2 separate regions of the Triticum aestivum genome follow, and region 1 is linked to region 2. Evidence: chromatin contacts called from public Hi-C data. All regions are on one chromosome and are shown on one strand. Each heading gives the region's core, a stretch centred on a gene start, on an enhancer-like site or on the middle of the called end of the contact. The rest is flanking DNA. Distances are from core to core; before and after follow the strand shown.

The links. Hi-C and Micro-C count contacts between places; a contact is called where the count stands out from the background.
Region 1: a contact with region 2 is called in a Hi-C map of leaf, with 4 times the contacts expected there. The contact joins the promoter of LOC123092738 here to the promoter of LOC123092737 in region 2. A contact is called at or near these places in 2 of 5 Hi-C or Micro-C datasets (both in leaf).

What each region holds. Positions count from the first base shown.
Region 1 is chr4B:465,275,242-465,279,717 of IWGSC CS RefSeq v2.1, forward strand. LOC123092738 (protein MOS2) reads left to right here and starts at 2,574. Exons shown (of 2, transcript XR_006444824.1): 1 at 2,574-4,093.
Region 2 is chr4B:465,003,316-465,008,066 of IWGSC CS RefSeq v2.1, forward strand. LOC123092737 reads left to right here and starts at 1,811. Exons shown (of 1, transcript XM_044514556.1): 1 at 1,811-3,515. The coding sequence starts at 2,347. The coding sequence ends at 3,336.

The DNA of each region.
Region 1 (4,476 bases), core at 1,324-3,823, 270 kb after region 2:
ATATTTCAATCAAATGAGATATACATTTTTTAATGGCACTGTACATCATTTTTCTTTATTACACATTATTTATATCATACACACATTTTTTATCAAAAAAATATATATATTTTTTTGAAACACGATAACAGTCTTTTTAATTGTTGCAAACTTTTTTATTGAAAGTTATCAACATTTTTTAAAGCTACTCTAACAATTTTTTATACTATGTTGAAATTTTCAAATTTCGTATGCAAATTTTAATTTTTAACTATATGCATTTAATTTAAATATAAATAAATGTACAAAAGGAAAAAAGATAATCGTTTGGCGCCAGCATGACAAGCCACTTTCTACTGCCCGACCCACCATCTACAACCTATAGGTGAGGCGGCCATACATCTCGCAGTAGGTGGCACATAGCAGCACCCCTCGTGGAAGCAACTAACAAAGGGTTACCCCTGCCGAGGCTCCTGCAAATGGTCACTTTTTGTAGCATGCGATCATGTCAAGTTGACCGCCCAGCCATTGTCACGTGTCACGTGCTGGTGCTCCCTCTAAATTTAGTTTTGATTATCCTGTACACATTTTTTGTGGTTTGGGATTTTTGGGTTATTTTAGTTTTTCGGTATTCGTCTGCTTTTCCCTATGTTGTTGTGGATTCTTTTTGCGAACCACAACTATGGTTCTCAGAAAAGGAAAAAAAATTATGCTTTCACGAGAAGCATAGATTTGCTTCGCGTGGAACTACATATTTAACTTCCGCGAGAAGCACATAGTTGTGCTTCCACGAGAAGCGAGATTTGCTTCTCATGGAAGGAGAGTTTTGCTTCTGCAAGAAGCAACACTGTGCTTCTCGGGGAAAAAAAAATCTATGCTTCCATGAGAGAAGCATAGATTTTCCTCCGCGTTGTCAAAAAAAGGAAAAATAATAATATGAAAAATCGGAACCAAGCTCCCGGGCTCTGATTTTTTTCTTCTATTTTCCTGTATTTTTTTTGGTTCTCTTTTTTTGTTTTTATTCTATATTATTCTATACTAGTATTCGTTTTTTCCGTGAAAAAATATTCATGGAAATCTATTAACATGAGATCTAACTTCGAACATATCACATTAGAAATCCAATAGGAAAACGATTCGGGATTTAAACACATGGTATAAAAGATAAAATATTTTAAATAGACGAATTTACTAAAAAAGAAATCTCCTTGGTTGTGACAAGTGGTGCCACTTGTCAGCATCTCAGAAGGTGGGAAACAATTTCTGTAAAGGATGACCCTGAACTATTAACTAATGATTTTCGTGCACCCCTTAAGTGCTCTATATCTCGCTTACAGCGAGATGGCAGCTCCCCTCGTCTAAAGCTTCCCTGCAGTGTGCACGCGTATGTGCCTACTCAATAGCGTGTTACCAAGTCCTTCATCGTCAATCAGTTCGCTAATGTGTTAATTCGGGTGTTTCTATTTTTTTGTTGTTCTTTTCTTATTTTTCGGTTTGGTTTTCTTACTTCTTCATCGGTTTTATTTCATTTTTCATTTTTCTTCATTGTACTTCTTTTTTGTCATTTCTTCAATTTTTTTTGTTTCTTTCATATTATTTGTTGGTTTTCTTTTTGGTCTCATTTTCTCCTTTCTTTCTTCCATTTTTTGCTTTTTTCTTGGCTTCATCTGTTTTTTGTTTTTACTTTGCTTTTTTTTCTCGGTTTTCATTTTTTTTGCACTTGTTTGTTTGGTTTCCCTTTTCTCCTTTTCCTTTTCTTATTTCAGTTTTTGTTTTACATTTTTCGCATACATAGATAACATATTTAGGACATGTTTAAGCTTTTTTAATTCATTGTTAATATTTTTCAAATGATTTTTTGATAACTATTGTTTCATAGACATTGTACACTTTTGTTATACATCTGTACTCCCTCTGTAAACTAATACATGAGCATTTAGATCACTAAAATAGTGATCTAAACGCTCTTATAATAGTTTACAAAGGGAGTAACTTTTCTAATACAAGTTTATTTTTGTACATGTGGTTAATATTTATTCGATACATTATATATATATATGTTTAATATTTTATATATGCATGTTTATATTTTTTCAAATATATGATTAACATTTTTTTAAACATATATTTTTTTGCTACTTACTTTTTTCATAGACATTGTAGATGTGTTGTATACATCAAACATATTTTTGTACAATTTTAATATTTAAAACATGAATAAAGTTTCTGAATTTTTTATTTTTTGATCTTAGTTTTTTCCATATATTCCCTCCGTTCCTAAATATTTGTCTTTCTAGAGATTTCAACAAGTGACTACATACGAAGTAAAATGAGTGAATCTACACTCAAATATGTCTATATACATCCGTATGTGCCGGTCCATTTGAAATCTCTAAAAGACAAACATTTAGGAATGGAGGGAGTACATGGTATATTTTTTGTCTACAGCAGAAACATTTAGGCGCTCGCTTCAGGCCGTTCATAGGCGCGCCCTAAGCGCCCGTTCCAGCCCACTGATCTGGCAGCCCGCTGTTACCTTTGGTGGGCCAAACCCATAAATATACAGAAAGCCTTTCCAGTGGACCACTGGGGGGCTCAGCCGATACCCAGTCTCAACGTCACACGAACTCGGTTCGTTCTTTCCTGTACTACTAGTACTATTTTTTTCGTGTTTCTGCGTCCCCCACAGACTCCACACGCTTTCCCCCAAATCGCCGCCGCCATGGAGAAGGAGAAGAAGCTGTCCTTCTCCATCCCTTCCAAGCTAAGGCCGCCCAAGCCCCGCCCCGCCGCCGGCGCTGATTCCTCCGCCGCTAGCGGCAACTCCGCTTCCGCGGCCGCTGCCCCCGCCCAGCAATTCGTCACCGAGTTCGATCCGTCGCAAACCCTAGCCGCCGGCGCCGCGTCCGCCGTCATCGCGCCCCTCCCCAACTCCGGCCACTTCCTCAACCACCGCTCCCGCAAACCCTCCTCCCTCCCGACCCCCGAGGAGGAGGCCGCCCTCGCCGCCTCCACCGCCGGTGGCCCCACATTCGTGCTCGACACCTCCGAGGCCCCGGACAATCCCTCCTCCCACATAGGGTATGGCCTCACCCGACGCGGCGCCGATGCCGACGCTGAGGCCGACGCCACGGAGCCGGGGAAGACGCAGTCTTCCAAGGAACCAGAGAAGAAGCCGACCTCTCCAGCCAGAGATGGCGGCTCCAGCGGTGACCTTATGCTGCGACGGTACAAGGAGGACATGGCCAGCCTCCCCGACCACCGTGGTATAGACGAGTTTGCGGAGGTGCCTGTGGAGGGCTTCGGTGCTGCCCTCCTTGCTGGTTACGGCTGGTCAGAAGGCAAAGGGCTCGGCCGCAATAACAAGGAAGATACCAAGGTTGTTGAGTATAACCGCCGTGCCGGTACGCTGGGATTAGGCTACGACCCTTCTGAGGCAGACCCTAAGAAGACTCGCTCTGGCGACTGGGTTATTGGTGGAAAGAAGCCGACAGAGAATGGTGGAAAGAAGTCCGCAGAGAATGGAAATGCAAAGAAGAGAGATAGGGACAAGGAAGACAGAGTCCGGGAGAGGGATTCAAGTGCCCGGCAGAAGAGATCTGGTGATCTTAGGGCTGATAGGGTGGTTCGAGAGAAAGAGAGAAATTCTCGGGATAGTCGAGAAGAAAAGAGTAGCCGTGATGTTGGTAACAAAGTGCGCTGGTTACAGAGCAATATTAGGGTTAGAGTTGTTAATGAGAGGTTCAGCAGAAGGTTGTACCTGCAGAAGGCAAAAATTGTTGATGTGGTTGGACCAACGACATGTGACATAATGATGGATGATGGGTCAGAGCTTGTGCAGGGGGTGGAGCAGGATATGCTTGAAACGGTCCTGCCACGGACAAACGGGCAAGTGCTTGTGCTCTGTGGGAAGCACAAGGGTGTGTATGGGCATCTGGTAGAGAAGAATTCAGAGGCAGAGACTGCAGTAGTGGAGGATGCGGATACAAAAGACATGGTGCGTGTGAAATATGATCAGATTGCAGAGTACGTTGGGGACCCAGAATTGCTTGGGCACTGATTATTTCTTCTTGAGGAGGGGACATCTGTTTTCCAGGAGCTCTTCTAATGTGCGGTAATATCTGTTCCTTAGTAATAACTATCAGTTGCTGCTTGGATGTAAAATCTTGAACACAATGTTAATCGTTTTATTACTATTATTTGTTGCTTGGATGTGTAAAACCTTCAGCAAACTGTCAGTTTTTGCTTTGTATAATCTGTTTGTTTAAGTCTGCTGCATATGGGTCAAAACCTCATGCTAATCGATGATGTCAGAAGGTGACCCTTGTATCTAAGAGTGAATTTCGGAATGCATGCTAAAAATCTCATGAACTTCTTGGCGTCTTGGTGATGGGGTGATCAATAGTTACTATACTGGGACCCTGCCCTTAAACTGCAGATGCTCCGCGCGGGGTTGATTTTGTTTTGGAGTTCTCCTGCTATCCACCGTAAGAGATG
Region 2 (4,751 bases), core at 561-3,060:
ATATAGTGCCTTTCATTTTGGTGTACAAAATTATATAGAAGTCTAATAAACCATAATCTAGACGGTCGTGTTGTATCCTTCTCTCTCTTTGATATAATACATAATACAAGCAACTCTCCTACATCATTCGAAAAATAAACCATATTCTGACCTGTCCAACGAAATACACCAACTCTTCTTCTTAGACCCCCCTGGCCTTGAGCATCTCGTGTTCTCTTCTCTTTTGAATACGGCCTGACTGCAAGGTACTCACACCTTACGGTTGTTAGCCAGGCAGACATCCTAATCAATCCTATCTGTTAGTACTTAATTTAAAAGGTGTTCGCGGTACCAGAATGTCGTGATCTCGGACAGGTAAATTTCCAGGATCACTCGCTCGTCCAAAAGGGCGCCTCTCCGTAGCAGATATTGACTGGCGAGGGCCGCTGCGCCTACACGGATTGACGTGCGCAGATGGCTCGTGTCACAGATTGCTTGCCACTGCAGCATGATGCAAATTAGACTCGGCCAATTAATGGTAGACTAGGAGAGGCTGATCTAGCCGACTCTTCTTCTGATGTTGAAACATTCTCGGTTTGGCTCCACGGCCTTGACAAGCAAAATGTTTCACAATACATATGCAGTCCTTCTCAGAGACAGGGTCCAATGTCTTTCCCAATATTTTTGGGCTTGCACCAAGTTTCAGATCACTGTTGTTTGAAGACTGGACTCAGAGATTATTATTATTATTATTATTATTATTATTATTATTATTATTATTATTATTATTATTATTATTATCTAAAAGCTTTGCCCAACATCCTGAGCAGCTGCCATTCCCAGCCTATATGATATATCTATCCATTTCATTTCCCTGGTGCATCAGCACATGTTTGGCAAGAAGATGTCCTGTAGCCTGTAGGGGGGTGAATATTAAACGAGCAGTGGCACCCTTCCACATGATGCATGCCCACGCGACGACGACGATATCCAGTTGAGCGGTTGGCGATCTATATGGTCATATGGAGATATCAATATTGTAGCTTCCGTTCAGCGCGGCCTCACATGACCGCTTTCAGAAAAGTTTTTAGCAGCCGCAGTCGTTTTACCAGAGACAGACATGCAGAGCACAAACATTAGACTGGGACGCCACGACCCTCCTCCTTCCTCTAGGGGAAGATCATGGCCTACCTGGCTGTCTGAGTTGTGAACACCTACCACCAAATAATTCCAGCAGAGACAAATAAGTCGTCCTGCACACTGGTGGATAAAAGATATATCCTCATGATGCCTTTCTTTTTAGATACAATGATCCTGGTCGATGATGCCATGGAGCCCTGAATGATAGCACCATCATTTCTCTGCCGTGTAACGTAAAAAAAGAAAAGAAAAGAAAAACTCTTCGAACACGAAGAAGCAGAGCATCCATACCATGATACCAACTCACCTTTTATAAGCTGATGAAGGTCAAAAAGAAAAGAAAAAACTAACGTGTGCATGCAATGCAAGACGAGGTAGCTAGATGCTAAATCGATCGCTAATCATGCATGCCCAATGATGCATGTAAACTAATATGCTGAATGAGCCAGCCCCATATTCTCACCAAACACCCCAACAAACTGCGTACTTTGAAGAAAATCAAATACGATCGAGCCCCCAACAAACTTTAACTACCGCTAACAGACAGGTACTGCAACGTATACACCAAATTATACAACGTACCAGATGTTTGTCTCCGTCCTCGCTCGCCTACCAACCATTACCAATGCAGCAGTACAAACAAAGTCAAACAATCCTTCCCTCCATCGGCCTCGCCTACTCTCTCCCTTTCTCTTCTGTCTTCTCCCCCGACCCAACCACCATGACAGCAAACCATCACCGCCACATGACCCAAACGCCCCCGCCACAAAAGCCTCTGCTAATGATATCAGCAGCCAATATCTCTCTATCTTGACAAGCTGATATCATTTAATAATGGCGAGGTGCGTGCTGTTTCAAAGTTTCAGATCAGGGGCAAGCATGGCAAGTTCCCTCGGAGCCTCCAGTTAAACCTTCCCTATCCGAATTTTTCCAAGCTCCAACTCCCTCCTTTCTTCTACAAGCAACAACTCCAGCACACCAGCATCCATCCATCCATCCATCCATCCATCCAAAGGGGGGAGAAAAGGGGTGTAAGAGGAGGAGGAAGAGGGCGAGGAGCTGCCTCTGAAAGCAAGCCATCATTAGGCCGCCAAATGCGGGAATGCGTATTGGCTAACAGGACAACAAGTCGAGGACCAAGGAGCAGGAGCTGCGTCGGCGTCGGCCGGGGGACGGACGACGAGAGAGGAGTGGAGCCGGCCTGCTAGCTAGCTTGCCGCGGACGCCATGTCGTATGATCAGATGCTCTCGCCGCTCCTCGGAGGCGCCGGCCGGTCGGCGTGGACGCCGCGGCTGCAGCAGCTGGGCGGCGACGCGGTGACGAGGCAGATACTCAAGTGCACGCGGTGGCAGCTGGAGGAGACCACGGACTTCGTCACCTGCCCCTACCACTACTACTGCGACAGCTCCTACCCCGGCGACTACCACTCCGCCGTCGGCGCGCTCGTCGCCGCCTTCGCCGCCTACTGCTTCGTCGCCGCGCTGGCCTTCGCCGTGCTCGACCTCGTTCGCAGCGGCGCGGCCGGCGTGAGGGGCGTCAAGAGGAAGTACCTGGTCCCCTCGGGCCCGTTCCTGCTCCCGCTGGTGCTGCTGGCGCTGGCCAAGGGGCAGCGCGTCAACGCCGTGTTCCCGCTCGCGCAGCTCGGCCCGGCATTGCTGCTGCTGCTGCAGGCGTCGGCGCTGGCGTTCCGGAACGAGGCCGACGGCGACATCCGGTACGCGGTGCTGGAGGCCTCCACGGTGTCCGGCGTGCTGCACGCCAGCCTCTACCTGGACGCCGTGGTGCTGCCCTACTACACGGGGCTGGAGGCGCTCCGGTGGTCGCGCTTCTCCGGGGAGTGCGCGTCGTGCCTCTGCCGCATGGAGCCGCTGGTGGTGGGCGGCACGGCGATGCGGTACCGGGGCCTGTCCAAGACGGCGCTGGCCATCATCTTCGCGCTGTGCTCCAGGATGGTGTGCCGGATTTACGGCGAGGAGCGGCTGAGCGCGTGGACGCGGTCGGCGCTGGAGGGCGTCGGGTGGGTGTTCGTGGCGGCCGACGCGGTGTACCTCGTCGGCTGGGTGGCGGCCGAGGGCGGCGCCGTCGGGGTGGCGGCCTACAGCCTGGTGGCCGGCCTCGTCTTCCTCTGCGTCTTCGGCAAGGTGTACAGATTCTTGGCGTGCGTGGAGTCGCGGCAGTCGCAGTGGAAATCGAGCCTCTGCCACACCGTCGTCTGATCACCGTAAAATCTTCTTCCGTCCGTCTGTAGAGAAAAAAAAGAAGAAATTAAGAGAAAGAAACTCCTCCTCCTCCATTTCTTAGTTCACCCTTTGTTTGTTAATTTTGATGTACAAATTTACAGTGCATGACACAATGGGCAGGCAAAAGAATTCTGCAAAATTTCCCCCTGAAGCCATTCCTCTGTTTTTCTGTCGATGAATCTTCAGAAATCTGCCCAACATTTTCCATATCTTTCTGTCGGTCACATTGCATTTTTTTTTCCGAATCAGGAAAGAAAAGGCTGTACTGCACTTTAGTTGGTGGTAATTTCAACTTCGCCGCATGCATTAGTGCATCGACGGTGGATCGTCGGCCGGAGTTAATAGTGTGAGCATTTGGCAGATGGGGCCGGGTTCAGAAAAGCGAAGAGTACAAACCAGCAACAACAATGTCGCTTGTTGGCTTGTTCAGGGGCCTTTGTCATGGTGATCGGGCGATGACCTAACCGCTGGCGGCTTCTGGAAGCCAGTTCTTGGAGGCTTCCTGCGATATCTGACAGTTGTTCCACTTGAGTTCTCTCTGTTGTCATCATCAGTTAATAATCCTTGTTTGGTTTGAGAGCAAGTGGTTGGAGCATTCACCTGGTGTCTCACCCAGTTGGGAATGAACCCAAATTTTGCCGCACCCGGCCGCGGAGTCACCGAGGACTGCAGTTTAACAAAGAATTGGTCATGGCTCGTGAGAGAAAAAATAGCTCATTGACTGAAAAAATGACAGTAAATGTATACTCCTTGTCACATAGTATGTGGCCCTATGCATATAGTCTCTATGAAACAAAGTGTTTGACTTGGTTGCATATACTCCATTTCTTCGAATCTTGGCCTTCTTTCTTGAACAAGTTCCTTTCACTCTCATCATCATCGTGCGACATTGCGGTCACTCGCGACATTGCGGTCGGCGGCTGTCTGTCCGACAATGTGGATGTTGCGCGACTTCTAGTGTGGCAACGATGACGGCTTCGAGCGAAGTTGGGCGGCTGCTGAGCTTTGGTAGTCGGTCTCATCCGGCGTGTTCGAGGGGTTGCCGGGCCTCATTTGTCTTCCTGAAGTCGGAGCTGCAGAGGAGGTGCTTCCGCGGCAACGATGACACGAGACGGGTGGTCGGCTCCGGTGCCGGCTCGACGCAGGCCCAGCGCTTTCCCCCTACAATGTTCGTCGACAGAGTCGGAGCTGCCTGGTCGTCGGCGTGTGCGGTGGACTGTTTGGCATCGACCGACGCAGGCCACGATGCTTGTTCGTGGTTTTCTCTTCGACGGCGTGTGTGCGTTCTTGTGTGGGTTGCCAGGTCGCCCTGCGTGCCTTGTTTTTGCGGGCATGTTGACGGTTTTCGCCCGGTTTTTCGTTAATTAACTGGGCACCTCTCTTCGACCTTT